Regions from separate parts of the Oryzias latipes genome. Here region 1 is linked to region 2. A link is a contact called in public Hi-C data. All regions are on one chromosome and are shown on one strand. The core of a region is the stretch at or near the end of the contact, and the rest is flanking DNA. Distances in the headings are between cores, read along the strand shown.

Evidence for each region. Hi-C and Micro-C count contacts between places; a contact is called where the count stands out from the background.
Region 1: a Hi-C map of gastrula embryo shows a contact between it and region 2, with 2.5 times the contacts expected there. The contact joins the promoter of chodl here to the promoter of LOC110014316 in region 2. A contact is called at or near these places in 3 of 5 Hi-C or Micro-C datasets (embryo, fibroblasts and gastrula embryo).

The regions. Positions count from the first base shown.
Region 1 is chr20:1,570,529-1,573,929 of ASM223467v1, reverse strand. chodl (chondrolectin) reads right to left here and starts at 1,998. Exons shown (of 8, transcript XM_011473572.3): 1 at 847-1,998. The coding sequence starts at 928.
Region 2 is chr20:1,308,727-1,311,992 of ASM223467v1, reverse strand. LOC110014316 reads right to left here and starts at 1,279. Exons shown (of 3, transcript XM_020701115.1): 1 at 486-1,279. The coding sequence starts at 611.

The sequences.
Region 1 (3,401 bases), core at 749-3,248, 260 kb before region 2:
AACCTCCAGAATGATACATACCAGAAATGATACCTTTTGCTGTAATGTATTATTTTTGAAAGGCATTTTGATCTACTTATTGTTTTGCGCTGCAATGCACGATGCTAGGACACAATATTTAACAGGTTTTATTTAGCAAAGATTTCCACTTTCTAAAGAGAAACACGTAAACATGCTTTAAAGCTCAGCGTCAGTCATGTTTGTGGGTTTGTGATTGACTGCACCGTGTAAAAAATATTTCTCTATTGTTGTTCTCTGCTAATGCAGGACTGGGGAAGGTACCTAAAGTCATTTAGGAGAATGTTGGAAGAAAAACAGGAGAAGAGGGATCTGGAATCTGAAGAAAATGTCTGACTGAACATGAAAACATAAATGAGGATGAAATTAACCACAAAATCTACAGGAACATGAAATATGCTGATTCTGAGGGAGCAGAAGGGAACTTCTGTATGTAAAAAGTTGTCTAATAAAAGATTAAAGAAAAGAAACTATTACAGAAACACAAGAAAACCTCTGAGAGTCCACGACAGAAGGTCTTAAGGATGAAATAAGAGCCTCCTAAAAGCTCCAAAAGGAACATGGGAGACCACATGCAGAAACGAGAAAAAACATCTGAAAGAACAGCAGAAAATATCTAAAACAAGATGGGAGAAGGAACGGGGATGACGTTCTAATGGACGGATGGACAGTATGAAGGAACGCCACAAGACACAAGACAGGACATCTATACACACAAGAACTAGACAAGAAACACAAAAGAGCATCTGAAGAAACGTGAAACCTCTCTGAGAACATAGACGAACATCTGAGAGAACCTCAGAGTCTGAGGAGCAGCATCGCACTCACCACTCAGCACCCTGGCCGCCTTCAGGCGCGCAGCCACCATGACGGCACACATCAGCAGCATCGGTGGGCAGAGAGGCATCATCTTCAGAGAAATCCGTGAAAATAGAGGCTAAGTTTGAAAGTAAAAGCAGCTGCTGTCGGCGTCCTCTCATGTCGTGTTTGTGTGCTTCTGAGGTGAAGCACAAGGGAGAGAAGGCTTTCTGCTGCTGCCCCCTCCCCATTGATCGATCAGAGCCCCAGCTGGATCATCCTCTTTCATTACCCCCCTCCCACACACTCGTGTGCACTCGAACACACACACTTTAATTCACTTATCCAGCTGATTGGCTGCAGCTGAACAATGAGCAGCGTCTCCCTCTGGAACCTGCAGTTATGAGCAACACTTCCCCGGTATTGATCTGGACAAGCAGGAATTCTCTCAACATTTGTGCAGAGAAGACACATGCGCACACGTGTGTGCATTTTTGAAACAACTTTAAATGAAATCCCAAATGAGGCCTCATCACCTGGGGTGTTTGTGGGTTTATGTACAGTGGAAACATTTACATGATTCACACAAATGTCTTTTAAATGTTAAATAGTTGATGTTATAATGTTGTTTAAGTGTTTTAACATAGTTGGAATAAGATGATCGTTCGGGTCAGGCAGTCTGTGATGGTCAGAGAGGGAACAGGAAGCAGACAAACGACAATACTGAGACAGAAGAAATAAGTTAGTTGCTGAGGAGGTAAGAGTCCAGGAAATAGATGAGAAAGACTGTATGTTCATTTACTTGTTAATCGATTAAAGAAATATGTTGTTAACTGCCACAGCAAGAGGGCAGAATGAAGATGGACAAACTAAAATCTTTTTCTTGCTAAAGGGAAACTAGGCAATTGCTTAAGGCCCCCGAGCCACCAGGGGCCCCAAAGCCTCATGTTCAGACTCCTCTAAGGAGCATCAAAATGTCAGTTTTTACCTGTAGCTGCTAACCCTCATATGATTAAACAGAAACTGAAATAAACTCAACAGTAAGGTGTGGCTGAGGTTTTTATTGGTATTATCAGGTATTTGGACCACACTGTCACACAGTAACGTAGCTGACCTGCGACGCCCTCAGGTATGGAATGATTAGATTCCATTCAGCTTTATTGTCATTACATTGTTTGGTTCTTACCAGAATGCATTAAGCAGTAAAGTGCAGGATTAGAGACACTGAGCCTCGTGCTGTGCACACGCCGACTTCCGGCTCTCACTGGTTGACATTTTCAGTCCTGTTGGATCCCCTATCAAAAACACAGACCGTAACCACATGGAGGCATCCCAGTGCTGATGGGTAAAAGGCAGGGGAAAAAACTGCTGAGGGAAAAAAGCTAATGATAAAATTAAGTTATCTGTTAGTGATGTGGCTGTAGAGATGGAAGTAAAATAACCCCCCTCCCCCCCCCCCCCCCCCACCACCACACACACACACACCCAGTCCCCCACATGCTGGAGGAGTTTCAGAGCTTAAGGATCCCAGAAGCTAAGCTGTCTGGGGCTTCTGCCCCTGGTGGGGTCTCCCATGGCAGACAGGTCCTGGGTGACGAGCCAGACACAGAGCCGCTCAGAGCCCTGTCGTGAGAAGCTAAAAGATTCTGCTCTATCGCCCGGATTAGTGTCACCAGGACCCCATTCTTGAGCCAGGCTTGAGGTCGGGGCTCCCAAGCAAGCGTCTGGAGACTGGGGCTCCTCGTGTGGGCCCTGGTTGTTTCCAGCCTGAAGGAACGACGTGGGACCATCCTCCCATGGGTCCACCTGTAAACAGCTCAAAGGGGCCAGTGCAGCATGGTTTGGGGGTGAAAGGCAGGTGCCTTGGTGGCCCAAACCTTGGTCATGGAGTTGGCTTTTGGTACATGGATAGTCACCTATCTGGGGGGACGGAAGCTGAGCTTATGCGGGAGGCTGAGAGTTAGCGGCTAAATATTGTTGGGCTCACTTCCACGCACAACATGGGAGTTGGGAACTGTATCACGGGACTGGCAGACAGGGGTGGTGGTTCCCTTTTCAAGAAGGTGGAGCAGAGGGTGTTCTGGGGAGTCACACTCCTCAGCCTCGTTGGAAAAGTCCAGCCAGAGGGGTTCAATTTAAAATTAGCCTGTTTTGCAATATACTTCTACAGTACGTTGAGTGAGTCCAACCCACATCACCATGGTGACCAGATAAAGCTTGGCTGGATCTACATGGTCATTCTGAAGGCCTCTGGCCTGTGTGCACTCATTTCCTAGACTTTAATTGCAGGCCACACAATTGTCTAGCCAATAGACTAGAAAGCCAGATGCTACTGCAATTACTGAATGTATCAGAGTAATAGATTACTGATTACACCTATGATTCTGTTGTAAGTATTCATGTCTGTTTTCACATGTGAGCTGAATAGAAATGAATTTCTGCCAACATGAATCGATCCCAGATGGGCTTGTTTACCATAGCGATGACCTAACGAACACGAACACACAATCTGTCAATCTGTGCTCGAGCAAAGTGCGGCTGATCAATGCAGATCCTCCGTATCTGTAATTTGTGTGGCAGATTCA
Region 2 (3,266 bases), core at 30-2,529:
TTTATGTCATGTTGATCAAAATGTATTATCTAGTTCACTGTGCAATAGTCTTACTCCTCAAAACACCTAGTCATTAGTTCATCGTATAAGTCATTAACTGCAAAATGGTTGACCAGGTTGTCATAATGTGACAAACATATTTCGCTGCATTGCAAGAGAGGATATAAGAGAGGATGTGGATGAGAATTTGTGTCCTAACATACAGGAACGACAAGAGGTGTAGGAAGACCACACCAATTCCATCAATCAATCATCAATCAATCCATAGTGTTTTGCTGTTTGTACAAATTGTTTTGACAGAGAGAGAGAGAGAGAGAGAGACACAGACAGACAGACAGACAGACAGACAGACAGACAGACAGACAGACAGACAGACAGACAGACAGACAGACAGACAGACAGACAGACAGACATATTCCTGAGAGCTGTACATAGACACTCACATCAAACACTTTTCTGCATCCTGCCACGGCTTTCATACTTACGCTCCAGAGCTTTAAGACGTCGGCGTAGAACACCAGAAAAGCCCAAATGTGGGCAGCGACTGAGCTTAGCACTGCTCCCATGATGCTCCTCACACATCCGGCCTCAGCGCCTTTCAGCAGCCTCATGCCATGGAGCTTTGTCCTTCCTTCCTGTGCTCCCGTCTCGGTTTATTCAGATCAACAGATCCAGCCAGGAATCCCAAACTGGCCTTTGCCTCTTAACCTGCAGCAGCAGAAAGTCTAACAGCATTGTCGTTCCTCTGCAGGTCCAGTGAACTCCAGGGATGAGGGCTTACATCAGCTGAGCTTAATCCACTGACGGCGAGGAAAGACACTAAGAAGCAGTGCTATAAATACAGCACTGACAGCTCCTGCACCTCCACAGCAGCAGGTAAACCTGAGCCGAGTGTCAACAGGTGTGCACAGGAAGGCTGGAGCCCTTTGGAACCAGCAGGTCACTCAGCTGGAAGGGAAATCCTAGACTCAGCATTCCAACAGAAGCAACATCTAAATCCTGAAGAGGCCATTCCTACATGCAGAGCTCTGTGGGACAGTCCATTCCCAAATCCCCCCTACCCTTTAAATATGGAGTTCACTTTTGATGCCTTTGAGAAGCTCAAGAGCTCGTCTCAGTGGAGGAGCAGCTGATGGAGGCTCCTCTCAGGCTTTAACATCCGCTGAGCTCATTCCACGCTCAGACTTACAGACCTCATCACAGTTCTCTGAGCTCAAATTTAGGCGGGACGCCTGTCTGGACGACCGTTTCACAGCAGTAAAATTCAATTCAAATTGAAACTTTGGTATTAAAATAAAGTTGCGGAAAAATGATTGGCAGTCTTTGTTTATTTAAATACAACACACGTCCAAACAAGACTTTCCATACATCATTTATATTTCATGTACCGCCTGAATGTTTGGTCCCAGTTGACCTTTGACCTGCCCTGACATCATCAAGGGTCCTTCGTGGGCTGGAGTCACTTGTTTGGCCGTCACTCTTCCTGCTGGGGTGTTTTTTCGTTGTTCGCAGGACAAATGTCCACAGGGCTTTTGTGTCATGATACTGCATAGAATGGAGGCTAGATTTCTTTTGGCAAACTTTGATTTTTGTTCATTACTTGTTAGTGAACCAAACCTTGTGGCTTCACCTTTTCTTTAACATTCTTACTTCGGAGTCATTTCTATATAAACGTTTAAATGACATCTCTTGGATTTGTGTGGGATTGAATCATGTCAAAACTTTGTTTCTTAGTGTGTTGTTTTAATGTTCTAAGCACGTGTTTCTATAATTCTGTTATTCTCGTTAAAATATTTCCTTTTGGTTAACATTTCTGTTAAGGAATCTGGTGTCATGGAAAATTGGGCCAGCTGTTTTTGTGAGTAGTTTAAAGGGCTGAACATGTTTCAAATGTCTTAATACCTCTTTTGTTATTCACTTTGGTTATTTGTGACCTTCAGATATAATGTGTGGAGTTCTTATGATTAATAATTCATGTGCTTTTTAAGTGCATGGTTGGATAAATCCATTGTGAGTTAGATTATTTGTCCTCCTCTATAATTTGAAACTTTATTTAAAAAACGACATCTGAGTCACAGAAGGATTCATGCGTCCGGGGCAGACAGTGCAGGGAGGGCAAGTTGATTCTGCCCGTGGATCTTGTCTGCCTCCTGCTGGACAGTGGGGGACTCGACAGGTACCTTCAGTTTCTGCCTAGATGACCCCGTTTGGTGGGGCAGCTCTGGGGAGACAGAGTGGTGTGTGGAAGCCTGGTTCTGGAAATGCTTTGCAGTGGGCTGCAGGATGAGTCTGGACTTTACTCGCTACTCAGGAAAACTCAGATCCATGACTCAATGGTGGTGCTTTTAGCACAGGTCTAAATGCAGAACAGTGTGGTCTCTATGCAGAGTTGGTTCTAAGTTGTGTTGTGCAAACATGTAAATTAGAACATTTCAAGCCATAAATTCAACACTGACCTCAGATTTTATTGAAGCTTTTTTTTTCACAAGAATACCCACCTATGAATACCTCTGTTTAAATGCAAAGGGGGGGGGGGGGGGTGTTCTCCTGCAGGTCTCCAGGAACAAGACCAAAGCTGACCAACAAGGTCATGTGACTGAACTCAGTAATGCACATCACTCAGAAGGTCAACCCTCTGCTCTCTTCATTCCCTCATGGACAGAACACCAACGAAGGAGCTAACAACAAAACCAACAGGAAGTGTGATTCCAGCATCTATAGGATGACTTCCCAACAGCTCACACACTTTAACTGCCTTCAATTTTCCACAGGTCTTCTATAGTGATGTGCACCACCTGTAACAGAACAAATACACAACGCATCACAACTGATCAGAAAAGATTATTGCAGAATCCGCCATGAATGTATGTGTGTGTGTGTGTGTGTGTGTGTGTGTAAGAACAAGTCATTTACTTTTAACGCCACTTCTGTGAAATGTTATGTCAAATCTAAAAACGTTAAAGCGCATAGAAATTCAGAGAAACATCTCTGTGCTTCTGATTCTGATGCTTAAAGACGTTTTAGGTGTGAGACAAACATGAGACACCTCTAATGTAGAGACAAGTCACTAAAAAAGATGCTTTCATAACATCCATCCATCCATCCATCCATCCACCCGTCTCTCCAAGAGAGAAAAGTGTGTGGATTTGATTGACTGATAAACGTGTAGAAGGTGTGTAGTGAGCGGTGAGGGGATCAGGAAGGAGCAGGTTTCCTGGCAGGGACATGATGTCAATTGATGAAGCAGAATAAATCCTCAAACCATG